Regions from separate parts of the Mus musculus genome. Here region 2 is linked to region 1. Evidence: chromatin contacts called from public Hi-C data. All regions are on one chromosome and are shown on one strand. The core of a region is the stretch at or near the end of the contact, and the rest is flanking DNA. Distances in the headings are between cores, read along the strand shown.

What was found. Hi-C and Micro-C count contacts between places; a contact is called where the count stands out from the background.
Region 2: a Hi-C map of the N1E-115 cell line shows a contact between it and region 1, with 4 times the contacts expected there. The contact joins two enhancer-like sites. A contact is called at or near these places in 5 of 484 Hi-C or Micro-C datasets (the 3T3-L1 cell line, the C2C12 cell line, the N1E-115 cell line and 2 more).

What each region holds. Positions count from the first base shown.
Region 1 is chr14:9,391,302-9,397,454 of GRCm38.p6, forward strand. No RefSeq gene overlaps it. Among named protein-coding and RNA genes, the nearest start is that of Gm41097, 54 kb to the right of the region's middle. Within about 2 kb of position 2,325, at least 25 of the 459 cell types and tissues checked have an H3K27ac peak or open chromatin away from gene starts, as enhancers often do. A contact at or near this core is called in the N1E-115 cell line, where this site is marked.
Region 2 is chr14:9,486,153-9,491,895 of GRCm38.p6, forward strand. All of the region lies in intron 1 of Gm41097 (a long non-coding RNA gene), which reads left to right. Among named protein-coding and RNA genes, the nearest start is that of Gm41096, 40 kb to the right of the region's middle. Within about 2 kb of position 2,324, at least 6 of the 459 cell types and tissues checked have an H3K27ac peak or open chromatin away from gene starts, as enhancers often do. A contact at or near this core is called in the N1E-115 cell line, where this site is marked.

The DNA.
Region 1 (6,153 bases), core at 1,075-3,574:
AAGTGTCTTGTGTCAGCAGAGGCAGAAATGTGCACTGTCGCCACAGCCCACAGCAACTCTGAGAAGCAGCTGGGAACTGCAGCCACTGGGAGACCCAGAGCTCAGCTCCTGGCCACCCATAATCCCAGAAAGGCCGTCATTTGAAATTGCACTTCAGCTTGTGTTTCTCTTTTTGTTCTACAGTTGTAATGCCTAGTCAGACGAGTCTGAGAAGCACAGTCTGCCAGTTGACTTAGTATCCTGTAAGTCGGGGACTCATTTCAGACTTGCTATCTGCAAAACTCAAGAAAAGCTTCAGGGTGACTTCAGCCAATAGGAGGCCTTTGTTTTCCCCCTACTTTATTAAAAAAAAATATTAGAACATATTTGTTTTTGAGAGATGGTTTGTGTGGTGCGGGCTAGCTTGGAACTTAGCTGAGGGTGATCCTGCCTCTACTGTTATTTGCTGGGATCAAAGACATGAGCCTCCATAGCTAGGTTTATGCAATGCTGTGGATTAAACCTAGCGCTTCAACACAGTAGGCAGGCACTCCACCAACTGACTATCCTTGAAGGGCACCTTTAGCCTTCTGAGTCTGCCACTGCCTAATGGTGCAGTTGGAGGAGCTCCTTTAGGCTCTCTTCCTGCATGCCACGTCAGGGCTCCCGGCAAGCTTGCTTTAGCCCCAGAAGCTCGATATACTTGCTTTTGAGATCCCTGAAGCCGTTAAATGAAATGCCAATAAAATGCTATTTCTCGAGGATTGGGCTATGCCCCACCTATAACCTTAACTAAAAATGGTTCTGGACTATCTGTTCCAGGAAACAGCAACCGTGCCTCTGTTTCAGAAGGTTATTATGACCATCTGCTGTGACGCCTACCTTGTTATGACCCCCTTATTATGACCAACTTGAAATCATGCTTTTGTTTTAGGAGTATGTTATGGCCAACTTGTTATGCTTCTATTCTGCTTCTGTAACCCTGCCAATTTTGCCTGCCAAATCCCCTATTTGGAAATCCCCTACCCCTCAGAGCTAAAAACATCTTACCTTCCTCACATACAGTGTTGATCTCTTGAGCCCTGCCTTAAGAGGGAGACAGCCCAGCTTATGTACATAAATAAGAATCATAATTATAATAATAAAAGCTTGCTTTAATTGTTTGTTTTAAATAATCTGGCCATGATGATTTGAGTCGGTGGTCTTTCTCTTTGAATCGTTGAAAAGAACATGGCCTGCCTCAGTTTCCTTGTCTTTAAAATGACAATTTCACTGGAATCATCCTCATGAGGTTGTTTAGAGAATTACATGAATTATTAATATACAAACGCACATGTGACAGTAGTTAGCACATTGGCCAGAGTCGTAGGGATTTTATTGCTACGATGAAACATCATAACGAAAGAGCAAGTTGAGGAAGATTGGCTTACACGTCCATGTTGCTGTTCATCACTGAGGGACGTCAATGCAGGAACCCAATCAGGACAGGAACCTAAGACAGGAGCTGATGCAAAGGCCATGGGGAGATGCTGCTTACTGGATTGCTTCCCATGACTTATCCAGCCCCCTTTCTTACAAAACGCAGAAGCATCACTGCAGGGATGGCACCGTCTACCATGAGCTGGCCCCTCCCCCACTGATAAATAATTGAGAAAACGCCTTACAGCTGGATCTCATGATGACATTTTCTCAACTGAGGCTCCATCCTCTCTCAGGACTCTTGCTTGGGGCAAGTTGACACATAAAACTAGCCAGTATATCCAGAATCTACATAGGGCTCAGAAGCAGTCTCAAAGGCACAGCTTGCCCTGTGTCCAGAACTTTCTACTGTATGTAAAGCCTTCTGAGTTTGAAAATTGTTTAAAATGAGGCCACCTGAGTTGCTCTGTGCCTTGGAGAGGTGGAACCCCAAAACAGAACAGGCAGCAGGTGTCTTGTTCACTCAGCTCCAATGGCATGATTCCTTGGCTTCCTCTATAGGCTGCAATCCCACAGGCCTGAAACCCTACGGAAAAGAAGGGAGAGGCAGAGGAACTCTGGAGCCCTGTGCTGGTCTGAAACTGCACAGGCCTTGGAACACAGGCTCTGATGCACTCCCAGCCAGGCCAAAGGACAAAGCAAGGAAACCAGTTATCAGAACACCCAGCTGGCTCTCACTGGATGACTTCCTGCTTCTTGAGTTGAAAAGGCTGATGGTGTTCCTAGAGACAAGCAAGAGCCAGTTGTCACAGGAGAAGCAGCATGGCAGTGTGATTCAAGCTGTGACCTTTCAGAGACTCCAACTGTGTCTGGGTTTTCCATTTGCAAGCCCATAGCTAGAAACTCTACCTCCTCAGCAGAAAGTGTCCTCTTCCCAGCAGTTCTCCACTCCGGCCAGCAGATGGTGCAGTTTCCCCTGCGTTCCAGACAGTGTCTTGCTTTAAATCTGAAAGACAAATTGCCTATTTTGCTGGTAATATAAAAAGTAGAGGTCAAAATATCTTAGAGACGACAAGTTGAAAGATCTTTAAAACCTTTGCTTTTGTAGACACTAGATGAAATATGTGTTGTGATTTACAAAACTTTTATCTTATTATCTCAGCCCTCCCCCCAAAAAAGAAAAAGATCAAAATTGATTTTAACTTCCTTTTGGAAAAGGGCTTCAGCTGAGTCCTCCCTCTGTGTTTGACTGGCAGACTTTAAATTGAATTATTCGACTCTCTACTGTTGTATTGTATTACTAGTGTTTTAATGATATTGATAATGAGAAACAATAGAGTTTTACAGGCACTATCATGCTTTAGCCCCACAACACAAACTAGATGCCAGAATACACACTGATTGTATAGCCAAACCCTGAGGCTAAATCAGCACGCACATGCTTAGTGTGTCAGGGCAAGAGCTACTAAGAGTTAGTTTAATGAAAAGGTCGTTATCTTAAGTAAAAGCATGGTTGCCATCCCATTTAACTGTTAATTCTGCTATTTTCCCATGCCCTGGTTAGCTAAACTTAACACAAGACAGATTGTACACTAAATTACCAACAATGGCAGCTACAACGCTGGCAGCACTTACTCTGCATTGGGTGCTATGATGAAAGAAGCTTTAAAATCCCACAACAGGGCGCCATGGGGATGGCTCTGTAGTCAAAGCCCTTGCTCTGCAAGTGTGAAGATGCAGGTTCAGATCCCCAGAACCTATGCAGATGCCAGTTGAGTATGGCAATCTGCCTGGAAGGCAGGGTTTCCCAGCACAAGCTGGCTAAGGAGACCAACCATATAGGAAAGCTCTGGGTCTGACTGAGAGATGCTGCCTCAAGGTATGGTAGAGAGTATCTACCTCAGTCCTCAGGCCAACCCCCACCACACACACACACACACACACACACACACACACACACACACACACACACAAATGGAAAACCAGATTTGGTTACTTAAAATCCACAGCAGTGTTGGTGGGTAGGAACTGCCTAACAGTCATGTCACTGGTAAGAGAAATGAGGCCCAGTGAGGCTTAGTAATGTCACTTGCTAATTCCAGCACTCATATCTGCCACTTTCCTATTAGTGGCCTCCTGTCTTTCCTGTCATGGTTGCCTGACTGAATTTGCCTCTGTGTATTTCTTGGTTTCATGGTGGCATCTTCTTTAGCCTGAGATTTTCGCCTGGTAGGGCATTTTCTGGGTGGTCTGTTCTCTGTCTCTCTGCCTTTAAATGGGTTTTGCCTCTGAGCTTATGCCCACGCTGCCACTGAACAGTCCCAGTTGGTTAGTCTCCAGATTGATGCTACTAACAGACTTAATATCCCAAGATCACCTCATATTTCCACAGTATTAGAGACATCGACTATTTGGTGGTACAAATGGGCATGCAAGATGATTGTCTCAGTAGAGTGACCTCCTGTCTTTTTTTTTTTTTTTTTTTTTTTTTTTTGAGCATGTCTCTGCTCTGTCTCAGAAGCAAAGGAAACCGTGTTTCTCTCTCCAGTCAGGCAGAGACCTCTGAAGCTTCAGCTTCTACTTCAGCAAGGAGCTTCTTCAGGTCCTTACTCCCACCTATGCAGCTTCATTTCTGTTTGCAGACAGGACTTTGGGCTTCTGTTTGGAGGAGATCAGTACAACTTTGCAAATGGTGTTAAACTTCATTTAAATGAGTGGGTTTCCGTTGCTTGTTGTAGTTGTTATTTCTGGGTTTTTTGTTTGTTTGTTTGCTTGTTTGTGTTTGTTGTTTAAAATTTAAGACCTGGTCTCCTGTAAGCCAGGCTACCCTGACCTCATTATGTCAGAGAATGACCTGGAACTCCTGGTCTGCCTGCCTCCCCCTTCCGAATAGCAGGATAACAGACATGCACCGTATTCCTGGTTTATTTGCTACTGGACATGGAATCTGGGGCCTCTGCCATTCTGCCAACTGAGTTAAGCACCCTGCTCTGAATCTTTGGATGTTGAAAGTCTCTCTTTCTATATACAATGAATCATCTGTCATGTGGGCTTATTTTGAAACCTCATGGACATTTCTATCTCATGAAGTCTGATATTGCTGAACAAACAATTGGTAGCTTTGTCAGAAATCCTGCTGCCTCTGAAACTGAGGCCCTTGTCCTCATCTCCATTGCCCTCAATCCTCACCAGTGGTCTGCACTACATACACTTCCTAAAAGTTGCAAAACCTGACTAAAGTAGGCCAGTCCTTCCATCCTTCTGTCTGGATAAGGAAACTTAGTGCTGAGGATCAATTCTGTTGGTGGGCCACTCTCATGTTTTGGATTTGTCTTCATGATAGGGAGTAATTCTCAATATCTAACATCATTCTGGAGAGTGGCAATATCCAGACTGTGTCCTGGAGCAAAGAGATAATGTGGCAGGCAAGTCCGCTTTCTGCTCAGTTAGCTCAGAATGCACCCTATTGCATGTTCCCAAGGTTGTACCACATGCCTGTAGCATATAGCTTTTGCTACCCTGCCTATGGTCTGGGAACAGGCCACACTACCAGGCTCCTTTGCAGAGAATATTGAATCTATGGATGAAAAACACACACATTGCCCAATTTCAACTTGCCTTCTTGGCTCAACTGCTGGGTGCCTCCAGTCTACCATGGCTAGCATGTCCTTCCCAATACTTTTAGCTCATCACCTCTTAACCTGCTCTAGCTTCAGTTGTTCAGCCACCTTCACTCCCAGGTCATCACCCCAACTTTCCACCTGGAGAACTGGTCTATGGCTGCTCCATCCAAGATCTCACATGGCTGATTGGCTTTTCTCCCTCTGAAGCATGATGAAAACACCTTCTCTCTCTCTCTCTCTCTCTCTCTCTCTCTCTCTCTCTCTCTCTCTCTCTCCCTCCCTCCCTCCCTCTCTTGAAATCTGCTAGCCTGCCTGAGGGGACCCAGAATTCTTGCTTATTCCACCCAGCTCATTGGCCGCTAGCATATTTATTGATGGATAAAGAACCAATTGGGGCAACAGGACCTTAGCATCATAACCATCTCTACATCTCATCTTTTCTGTCCAATTAAAAAAAAAACAGAAAACAAACAACCAAACCTCTTCTCCCAGACATAAATGGGACAAAACCATAATAACCCTGTAAATTCCAAAAGTATGATAACAATTAATATCCAGTCCATATTTGTCAATTTGATGACATACTCTACCCTAATTCCTAACTTAGAGTTATGATTCTATTCCTGTATTACATTTATATTTTAGCCTGTAATGCCATCTGAAAACCATGTCTCTGTAACCTCTCTCTCAGTTTTAAACACTTGAGTTTGATCTACAACCCTGTCAGAAACCCCAGAATGACTCAAACATTACCTGGGTATATAGGAAGAACCAAACACAGCCTCTCAAACTTAAACATTGTAGAGACAGCTGACTATCTGTACAGCGCCCTCATTTCTTATAAAGTTGGAACATCTGTCTTCAGGTTTTTGGTCCAGGATGATCTGACAGACCTTTGCAAAGCAGGATTATGAAGGACCATTTACCCTATATTGGCAGAGCTATCATTCGACTATTCCTTTTCCTGGAAAGTATTTTGTCTGCACATGAAAGAGGCAATTTCTGCCTCTTGGCTACCTTGCCACCATAAGCAACCTTGCCTGGAGGTAAAGATACTCAATTTTTCTTTAAAGGAGAATGGGGAAATTGTTTGGAGCATATATGTCTCATTGTTAAAAGATTAAATGACATT
Region 2 (5,743 bases), core at 1,074-3,573, 95 kb after region 1:
GTGCAAGTATTATTATAACTAGAAAGGCCACAGCTTTCAGATACTTCTATTGGGTAGATCCATTTATTGTTCGTTTGTTTGTTTCTGAGCATTACATCATAAGCTCCTTGAGGCTAAGAGTAGGACAATAGCTGCTGCCATATTTCTCCTGTCTACAGCATGTTATCCAGGCACCAGATAGCCCAGGTATCTAAGGAAATGATCCAAGTGTCTGTCTCGATGCTGAGGATACTTCTCTGTAAGTCATGTCTTTCCGTCCATCCATAGCAGAGAAGGCTCTTGTCCCAAAATACTTCCAAACGCACTATCAACACCACTTTACTAGCACCTGCAATATTTTTGTCATCCAAAGCAGGAGTGGAATTGAACTCTGTCTCAGTCATAGCTGTAGTCTTGTGGTGAACACATAAACAGGTATTAGTTTGGGCAAAAGACTTGCTATTAAAAGTAAAAGGAACTATCTGCTTTAATAGAGCCATGAGCTTCTCTCCTTCAAGATTTGACATTTTTAACCCGGCTTGATTGATTTTGCTCCACCACCATTCCCTGAGCCTCAGGGATCATCACTGAAGAGGGGGCAGACAGACTGTAGAAGTCAAAGGAAATGGATTTCTATAGCAAAATTATATTTTCTGGACATAGCAGTGGAGTTTCACAAATGGATTCTCAATAGGGGAATCACATATACAACATTTGCATGGAATAAAACCAGGTCAAATTCCAGCATGGACAGAGCAGGTGCTCAATAAGCACCACTCCTATCTGAGGAGCTAATGGCAACTGATGGCTGCTAAGAGAGAGGGAGTCAGTTTTCCTAGAGGATACAGGCATAGAGATACTGTCACACTTTAGAAAGTGGTCCTATACCCATGAACATACAAGCAGTGTTAAATGGATTCAATGGGCATCAAATTCAAGAGAAAGGGGGGGGAGGGAGGGAGGAAGGGAGAGAGAGAGAGAGAGAGAGAGAGAGAGAGAGAGAGAGAGAGAGAGGGAGAGGGAGAGGGAGAGGGGGAGGGAGAGGGAGAGAGAGAGAGAGAGAGCGAGAGAGGATGACAGAGACAGACAGACACACACACACACAAGGGTGGCAGTTGTGGGCTAAGTTGGTATTAGGTCCAAAGGACCTAAGGAAGTTCTATTTCCCCAGATTTCAAAAGTCAGACATGACAAATGGGTAACTGGTACCTATTAGAGTACCAAGGCAAATACTGGCCTCTGGGCTCCCTCAGTATCACAAGCACCCCCAGCTACTCTGTCTCCTTATAACCCTTCTATTTTGACTCTGCTCACTCTCCCTGTCTCTCTGTCTCCCTTCATCTATCTCTGTTCCCCTGCTCTCTCTCTCTGCTCTCTAAGACCCTTTCTGTATCTCTGCTCTGTCCCTGTTTCTCTCACGACCAGATTCAGTCTGCTTGCTGTATCCAGTCTACTTCTTTCTCTGCTCTTGACTCTTTCAGAGGCTGCTGACTCTTTTCTCTCTCATGTCTACAATAAACCTATTCCCAACTTCCCCTAATCACACCATGGAGAAGTTGTGTCATCACTTTACACAGCTGGGAAGGAAGGAAATGTTCATGAAGTTGGGAGGGGACTGCAGGGGTGACAGATAGGGCAGGAGTTTAAGGAGAAGAAATAGGGGGTGGATTGGATCTAAGCATCATATGAATGTCTGAATATTAAATAAAATAGTTAATTTGAAACATTGTTTCTTCCAAGAGTGAATATGATGTATTCACTTGAGAAAAGTATAGTCAATAAGAATCAGAATGATGTTTAGCAAGTGAGGACCTACATATACATGAAACTTCCTTCCCTTGTGGCCAACAAGAGTTTATTTCATGACTTTCTGGAGGAAGGGGCATCTGAAGGAGCACACTAGGCTGCTGAGTGCCATAGAAAGATGGAGTCTTGTGCAGATTTGATGAGAACAGGTCTGGAAAGCAGGCTGGAGTGAAAGTGGGGGCTGAGCTATCCCTGACGGTGACTGTCCATTGACAGTAGATAATAGAATATTTTCCAATAACAGTTAAAAGCCACGGCTCATTTTGAGTAAATAAAGATTTTCAGGGTGTTATGAGGAGATGAGAGAGCCACCGGGATCAAATCTGACTGGTGTCAGTTTCAGTCAGTTCAGGGTCTTGCTGCAGAAAGGACCCAGACACTCTCAGCTAGAGTAAACTCTGCTACATAAACATCCAGCTAAAACCCATTATTCATCTGTAAGTACAGCCAAGAAGCTGAAAGGTCCAGAGTGGAAGGACCTTTCACCCCGGAACCAACCAAATTTTACAGTAAAATAATTTCCCCTGATACCCACTGCCATTAGATCAGAGACCAGCTTGTTTCCACTAGCCACACCCAGTGTTCTTCACAAGGGCCCAGTTCAGATCATTCCATGCCTATTATAACTCTAAAAACAACACTGACTTCTTTTATGCAGTTAACAAAACAAGCACTAAATCTAATAGTGAAGATTTCGATCTCTAGGGCTGCTTCCTGAGCCTGAGGGAGGAGGCAGGGAATGTAGAAACACCTATAAATCTCCCTTGATGTGATGTGGCAGGTGGGTGTGGTGGCTTTTCATCTTAACTAGATGGTGTTAGAACTGGATTTCAAAACTCATCTCTAACACTTGTTAGCTGGGTGATCCTGGGTAATGTAAGTGCCCTTCAAAGCCCCAGGCTTATCTATAAAGTAATGATGATAACTGCCCTTGCAAGGTTCAATAAAATAGTAAATGGGAAGGAATTAGTCCAGTGCCTGGTAATAGTTAATGTTCAATAAATCTGTCATCTTCTCATCCTTCTCCTTTTATGACTCCCATTACTGTTCCCATCCCGCTCATAATTGTTCAGATCACTCCCATTATAATTTTTACACAGAGCTAGAAATGAAGTCAATGTGGGAAGGTGAGGATAGAAAGATTCCTAAGAGGCATTGAGATATGGAGCTAGAGATTTCAAATCTCAAAGACTCAACAGTGTTTCACTAGGAATGAAAGAAACATGAAGACCATTCTAAGATGAATAATCAGCAGAAATAGTAACACCCAACTTTGAGTTGAAGTGGCTTTCTGGGAACAGCACCCAGTATGACCAATATGGCCAAGTGCACCAGCTGGTGAGGTTTTTCACAGGGAATGCATTATGAAATCACAGGATGTCCTGAGAGCCACTGGAGGAAAGTGGGCCAAGGTATATGTGTGATCTCATGGATCAGATGCAATTCCTGGGTTTTGATTGCTGAGTTGTATCTAATGTGGAAGGGATGGGCAGCTTTGGCTTAAACAAGTTTTGATGGAGGATGCATTTCTTCACCATGAGAGTTTTCAGCTCTTGAGCTACTCAAAAATGAGGCAAAGTGCCAACATACTGATGTTTGAACATGACTCCTTCGTTCACTCTTTGTGCGAGTGGTTTAGGGTACAGGGATAGGAGCCGCCTGTCTATCTGTCATTTATGAGCTGACTATTTCTTTCTCTTCTAAGTCCAGGCAGTCTTCTTCCAAAAGACTGTCCTACTGATCTCATCTGATAATTCATTATTTCATCCACTCACCTTCTCACCTAAGGATCTTTTCTCATTTACCCAACCCCTCAGCAGATGCCTGTCAGGGACCCACTGAGCAGGGCACAGTAGGAACGCCTGGAAATCATTACTTCTGCATTGCTGAGATGGAAAAAAACCTTCAGGGGAGGGGATTTTACTTTGGGTTCATGGTTTGAGAAGATTCCAGTGGATCATAGTGGAGAGCACTTAGCAAATAACAGCTCAGCTTATGGAGGTGGTGTGGGGTTGAAGCTACCTACATCATTAATAGAGCTTGGGGAACAGACAGTGAGCTGAGAACCAGGTTGGCTCAGAACCTTGAGAGGCTCATTCTTCTGACCTGTCATTTCCTCAAGCTGGATTCCAACTTCTATAGGCTCCTCCACCCCTGAAAACAATGCCACATGCTAGGGGCAAACATTAAAAGTAGGAGCCAGAAGGGAACAGTTCAGAGTTAAAACATTTGTCAATCCCCTCCCAAAACATGCTCCAGAGAAACCTTATTTGTAGAAATCCAGGAGTCAAGACGTGTACTTTCAGATACTAAGCAGTCAAGCAAAATTCAGTACAGGACTCCCATGTCTTACTGAGCACCCTGGTGCATATATCTAATCCCAGTTACTTGGGAAATTGAAGTAAGATTACATAGGAATTCTGTTGCAAAATCCCAACATAATTTAAGTCATCATTGCTTTTTCCATTTCCTTATTGATGGATCTAAATGTTTGGTCCAGTTTTCTCCTTAGTGTAGAAGTGCTAAGATGTACAGTTAGCCAGGTAGTTAGCTATGCCACCTTGCTTTTCAAATCAGCCCTAGGAGAACATTTTCTATGTAGATAGCATCAGTTGGAATGGAACTGTGACATTTGCATCATGCATTTTGAGTTGCCCAGCAACATTTTATTACCTATTCAGTGCTATCTAGTAAAGGAAATGCATGTGGCTCTTGTGATTTTTTTACAAATCTAAATAACCAGAGATGCATTTTTGTCCTCTGTGGTGCCTCCAGCAGCAGGAGAGAATGTCACAGCCCTGTTTCTGCCGTCTTCCAGCAGCAGGACTGTATATGAGTAGCATTGTATCCTGGCTACTAAACTTGATCAGGCCCTCTCTTAAAAGGGGAGGCATATGGGTACAGTGCTAATTATAATCCAGATATTCAAAGTTTGATGCTGAAAGAAAGACACTAGCTTCGAGAAGGATTGTTTAGTGGATTATTAGATATGGAGGAGATTTCTAAAACATTTATTTTGGTCTCAGATGTCAGACTATCATGTAAACAAAATAGAAACATAGTTCCAAGATAAATGCTGCACTTTCCATATTTTAGACTCATGGCTGGTATATAATCGGTTGTAATCAGTATTTCTGTATGGGAATATTTAGGGAAGGAAAGTCTTGGTTGTACTTCCATGTATGGCTGCAGAAAATCAGAGCAGAGAGAGGGTGATAATTTGTCCCTAGAAAATGTTGGAGGCTTCATTAATTAAGAGTCTTAAAGTGGCACAGTTGCTGGATAATAATAGTACATTCCATGCTTACTTTAAAATGCTACATGCAAGCACTGGGATATTCTCTTGTTTTCCTGGTCAGTATAGATAAAGAAACACCCAGTGACCCAGGCCAGAAAGAGATTCATGCCATCTTTAATAACGAGGGTTCCTCACAATCAAATATCTCTGTGCTTTAAACAAGACATTGAGCATTATTATCTTAGTTAACCCTCATATCAACCATAACTCGTTGTTGTAGTCATCAGTTCACAAATAAATCCAAAGCATACAGGGTTCAGAAAATCCACTCAAGGTCATAGAATCTGCAAGACCTAAATTATAGAGTAAGCCTGAGCTGAGCTTATCTACATAGTGAGTCAATCTCCAAGCCCACACACAGAAAAGTCTATTAGAGAGCACAGACCACAGTGTAGACAGATGTCTTGTCTCTGGGTACAGAATGTGAAATCTTGTCACTTCTCCCTCTAGGCTATTCATTCATGGTTCATTGTTTTACATTCACTGGGTTCAGTGAGGTTAAGGGACAATTGTTGTTTTAAAGGGCAGTGTGAGGGTATGTTTCCATTTTTGTTTGAAGTCCAAGCGAAGTTTTTTAAAGAAAACCAGGTCATTGCTGAATACCATTGAAAAGAGCACAGGAGAACAAATGGATTGGTACATTTTCCCAGCTATAGTGAG